Linked DNA regions of Mus musculus: region 2 is linked to region 1. The links are chromatin contacts, called in public Hi-C maps. All regions are on one chromosome and are shown on one strand. The core of a region is the stretch at or near the end of the contact, and the rest is flanking DNA. Distances in the headings are between cores, read along the strand shown. Region 1 has its middle 10 kb from the start of Gm41333. Region 2 has its middle 250 kb from the start of Pvt1.

Region 1 (2,605 bases), core at 49-2,548:
TGGGTAGCTACTGCTGCAAATGTTTGCTTGAGTCCACAAAGAGTGTGTAAGACTTCCTGGCTTGCTAGTTAATATCTATGATCCTTACCCTCTCTGAAGACAAGTGTTCTCATGTATAAAATATAGAATATGATATCAGTCCTTCATACCCAAGTGAAAAAGTTAATAAATTATTTTAAAGTACAATGATCAAAGCATCTGTTACCATGTCAATGAAACGACAGCCTAATACATGGCATGAGGGCTGAGGCATTGCATGAAATATATAAAGAGCTGGGCTGAACCTTTCCAGATCCCCTACGTCAGAAACATAACTGTTCCTGGCTTTGTCTCCATTTCAGACCTTGTGAAGTGATACAATAACGGCTGTTTTGCTTCCATTCCATGGTCACATAAATGCTATTTTCTGCAGGGGCAGCACTATGCAAAAGTGAGAACTTTGAGAGGTTGTCTGAAATTAAGTGGGGGCTCTTCCCTGCCCAAGTGGAAGTCCCTTGAGAAGTAGTCAGAAAGTCTTCTTTTTGTCAACTTGCAAAATGATACCCATATGATCCTAGGACTCCTGATCTGTTTATGTATATGAATGAACAGATATTGATGGCAAAAATGAAGGGAGACTGGGAAGAAGTGCATTTTGGCAACTACTATCTGTCAGATTGCATCTCGTGATGACATTTATTTATCATGCCATGTTAGTTTATTTTCTCTATTGCTGTGGTAAAATTTAAAAAGCTACAAAAACGTAAGAGATAAAGAGCTCTGTTTCCAGATGATATGTTCCTTTATAGATTGGAATGCATAGAGGAAAGAGCCAAAGGGAGGGTGAGTTTTCACACTGCATGGACAGATAGTCAGAAGGGAAGCTGGGCTATAAAACCCCAAGGCCCACTTCCTCCTCCAGTGATGCCTCACCTGCCTGAGGCTTTATAACCTTCCCAAATAGCTGCAACCAAATTTTCAAACATGTGAGCCATAGGGAATGATACAAAGCCAAGACATTACTTTGCTTGCAAAACAAGTCAGAAAATGAAGGCTAAGAGGGCTTACGTATTCTAGGGAAAGAACATCATGGGTACGTAGGCTTACAGGATTCCCACTAGAACTTATGATTCTATGAAGCAACACCAAGGAGGCTTGCTTCATTTGCCAAGGAAGACTTTATGCTTTCTCTCCTTCATCACAAACTTAAGATATGAGTAACATTCCATTGTCCTTTCTTCTGGAACACACTCATCCTTGCCTGCATGCCATCTCACAACCATGGAGACCACTTCCATGGTTAACTGGAGAAGGGGAGAAAGTGTGTCTTCATCTGGATTCCTGTCTTATGTGTCCTTCACAACTATGGTCTGTGGTCTGCTTATGTAGTAATAAAATAACCTTAAACTGAATTCCATCCAACATTCTCAGCAATCTTGAGACCCAAACGTATCACCTGTGGTTTGGCTTAGGCATGGGTTGCTGTGGCAGCACCAGTCCTGACCATTTATCTTTCATTGCATTAAATGAATAATTCTTGTCCATGTTTCAGGAGCTTGGCTAGCCAGCTCTCTTAGGGTGGTGTGAAAGGGGAGATCTATTCTGTAAATAAAAAGTATAATTCTAAGAAAGAAGGACTTCTTTCAAGTTGCCTCGAAATTAAAGGGAGGGACATACAGCTGCAGAGAGGCTTTGAAGATCCAAATCTCAGTAAGAATCCAGTCCTAGTGGAATTCAGTGCTTGCTGATTTTCAAATGTTTCTTTCTTTCTTCTTCTTTGTTGGCAAACGGGCTGGAATTGATGACTAAGCAGTTCTTTTATCATCAAGGACTATTATTTTCTCACAATGACCTCAGAGTAGCCATGGCATTTATGACCTTATTCATACACGCTCTCTGCCCAGAAACATAGGGGAATGACTCTTTCCTTAAAATGAAGAGTATTACCGACTTCAGGGTATTCCAGTTCCTCAGATAGGTTAGACTTTTTTTTCTGTTAATGCCACATTTTAAATACATATTGGGTTTCCCTTACTCTCTGTCATTCCCTATCAAGTGGCTTGTCTCTTCATTGGCCTTCACAAGACTAGGAAAAGACAAAGCATGGCTTTCCAAGTGTTTCTGAAAGTTTTTCCCCTGAGCCTGCTAGAGAATAGAAAGGTCAGGCTGAAGTTCTGTCTGACTACCCTCAATGATAGTTGCTAGTTATTCAGGATTTGGTAGCTTTCTCAACAACTATTACTCTAGGTAGGAAAAGCACAGTTCAGACGTATGTCTCCTGAGGTCTTGATAAGCTTTTCTGTCTGTCACTTGTATATGACCTGTAGGTGGGTCACAGCGCATTTCCCTTTATCTGCATGTCCATTGCATGTTCAATGATTACTATCTACTTAAATTTAAAGTCTAATTAAATTTTGTCAAATTATTACTTCCTTTGTGTTCTCACACAATAATATTCCTTCCCCTTTAATCAAGATTTAAACCACAGATGCAGACACAATCATGCTAAAAATTAAATTTTCTCTTGATTTAGGTCTAACACACAAGTTCCATGTTCTAGAAGTATTTACAGATAACAGAGTTTTCAAGTCAATCCTTGTATATATGTGTGTGTGTGAAGATGAAG
Region 2 (2,605 bases), core at 54-2,553, 370 kb before region 1:
GAATCATGAGGTACGTATATTACAATCACTGTTTGATTGAATGATTTCCACGGCCATTCTAAGAACCATTTATTACTTGGTGCTGCTAAGGAAGACCATGCTTGCCCAGGATGTCAGGAGACTATGGCAAACTGTTAGAATACCCTCTCTCCTGAACAATAACAGAAACATTCGTCCAGTTTCCCCTTCTCTTTTTTGTAGCTTTGATGTAGTCAGTGGCCCATCTGCTAGCCTACTCTCTTTGGTCCTGATCATTCTGATCTGGTTGTGATGGTAGTTCTTTGCCAGTTGAGGACTCCTTTTTTTCTCAACTGGTCATTTTGGTTGCTCTCTCAGACTTTAGCACCATGTTGTGTAGCTCAGGACGCCCCATTCCGCAAAGGAACCTGCCAGTCTACCTAGGGGATTGCACTACCATTTCAGTGTGACCAAAAGTAAGAGAATAGAAGTCAATGCTGGACAGAATGTCACCATATTTGACATTCCTTCTTGATGGGAGAGCAGTGCTGCCAACAGAATTTGCTCCCCAGCCCGTCCTGGGGTGGGAGCAATTGGTGGCAGTCACGGGCAATTGGCAATGCCAAGTCACGAAACAAGTAAATTGTGTTGCAAACCTTCGAGATTGGCTGTATGACCACCACATCTGCTCTGCAAGGAAACACCCATCTCTACATCATAATGTGAGATTGGCTTGTGCAGAATGGCTTTTCAGCCCAAAGCTCCATATGGAAATAGTATGTTTGACATGCTGAAAGTTTAGATCCATAGTCCAGTATCACTGCCTTGACTCGAAATATGTTATCCTCCAAGGTTTGAAAGTGTGAAAATTGGAAAAATTAGCTTATCATAAAAGGTAAATGATTTTCTTTGTAACACGTTTGCATATATCACCATTTGTTGACCACCCCCCACTGGTCTCACCTGTCTCTCTGTACATCACATATATTTTATTATCCTCTCTTAGTGCGTCTCCTACTTCCTTTCCCTCCCCTTCAGGGCATCTCCATAGTCTCCTTTCTACCTTTGTGCCTTACAGAATACCTGTATGTATGTGTGTTAAGTGTTGCTTTAAAACCATAACAATCATACTGCTACTGCCCAGAGCAGTGAATGCTCTGCCAAATTATCTTATTTGGTTTTCGACAAAAGCCTCACGAGGCAGGTAGTTTAATTTCCACTTCCCAGACTAATAAAAAACAGAAGTTCAGGACTGTTCCGTAATGCATTCACAACCACACATGCAAGGAGAGGGTCAAGATTGAAGCCAGCATTCCTCTCGTGCACAGACCCTAATCTCATTACTTTTTACTCATGCATTTCCTCCCCGAGCTGGATACTAACCAGCTGAGCCACATACCTTACTCAACAGCGATGGCTGCAAATACTTTTGTCTGCTTATATGTAAAGCAAGCTACTTAGGAGACAGTGAAAATGACATTAGACATAATACAGAGGCAGAGTCTGTGTGCAACTGTGTCTTGAATGCTTAGATGAGATGTTTTCGTTTCTGTATGCTAGGATCTACAAAATGCATCCCGTTGCTTGAGCCCACTTGTTACGAGGACCTATTCACAGTAGTCACTCAGCTGTATCAAAAGGTCATGAAAAACATCCTGTGGAAAGGCTTTTTTTTTTTTTTTTTTTTTTTTTTTTTCTGGGCAGAGGATCTAGAGTATTTATGAGTCACTTGAAGGCTCTGTTTCCCTCTAGAGATGAGACATTCTAATTCTCCCATCTGTTGAGTTTGACTTACCACTTTCCCCAGAGGAGTCTTGGAGGCAAGGAGAAATCATGCTGACTAAATGGTGGTTGAAATTTGTAGGGTGACTGTTCAGTTTAGCAGAGAATAACTAGAAGGCACACTGTATCACCGCATTTGAAAAATCATTAAAAATGTTCCTGCTTCACATTCCTGTGGCTCCTTAAACTCAACCCTCCAGAGGACCTTCCTCCCTCCCCCTGCCAGCTAAAGCTGTGTCATTCTGAGCTGTGGCTATTGGTCATTTCCTGTCTCATCCATCCAAATGCTTGTTTTATTATGACTGCCATGAGAATGGGCTCTGAGCTAGGGACTGGGTTTCACAGCCATTGGCGGATGTGTTTCCTCCAATGTGGGAGCAGAGGGAAAGAATGCGGGATTCGCCTTCAGGAACCTGCATGCAGTCACCAGCTCTCTGCTAGCACTTGTGCTCATGGGTGTACTACTCAAGCATGTCTCTTTCAAACTGTATTTCTTTTTTGAGTACTTAGAATATATTAGTCCTCTGCTAGATATTGGGAACTGGAAGTACACAAAAATACAATAAAAATAGATCCTCCTATTTTTAGAATTCTGCTCTGATGGGAGACATAAAGTACACTAATAAAATTAGTACAGATGTATGTTGGTAAAATGTATGCTTTGCATGTGCTAATTTAGAGAAGGAAGCATGGGGTTTTGCATAGTATAGTTTTCTATATTAGACAACTATAATGACATGAAATCAGCTTTAAAATAAGCCTTTCTCCACTCCTTTCTTTCCCTTTCCCTCTCTCCCTTTCTCTGATCATCAAGTTCTGTCAATGTATCTGGTAGTGTTGATGTTTATTTTTTTAAAAAATTAAG

What was found. A called contact is a pair of places that touch in the nucleus more often than the background predicts.
Region 2: a contact with region 1 is called in a Hi-C map of tail fibroblasts, with 2.7 times the contacts expected there. The contact joins two enhancer-like sites. A contact is called at or near these places in 1 of 484 Hi-C or Micro-C datasets (tail fibroblasts) and 2 of 115 datasets of contacts at active chromatin or transcription factors (the NIH/3T3 cell line and pancreatic cancer cells).

What each region holds. Positions count from the first base shown.
Region 1 is chr15:62,657,518-62,660,122 of GRCm38.p6, forward strand. No RefSeq gene overlaps it. Among named protein-coding and RNA genes, the nearest start is that of Gm41333, 10 kb to the right of the region's middle. Within about 2 kb of position 1,299, at least 25 of the 459 cell types and tissues checked have an H3K27ac peak or open chromatin away from gene starts, as enhancers often do. A contact at or near this core is called in the NIH/3T3 cell line, pancreatic cancer cells and tail fibroblasts, where this site is marked.
Region 2 is chr15:62,285,493-62,288,097 of GRCm38.p6, forward strand. No RefSeq gene overlaps it. Among named protein-coding and RNA genes, the nearest start is that of Pvt1, 250 kb to the left of the region's middle. Within about 2 kb of position 1,304, at least 74 of the 459 cell types and tissues checked have an H3K27ac peak or open chromatin away from gene starts, as enhancers often do. A contact at or near this core is called in the NIH/3T3 cell line, pancreatic cancer cells and tail fibroblasts, where this site is marked.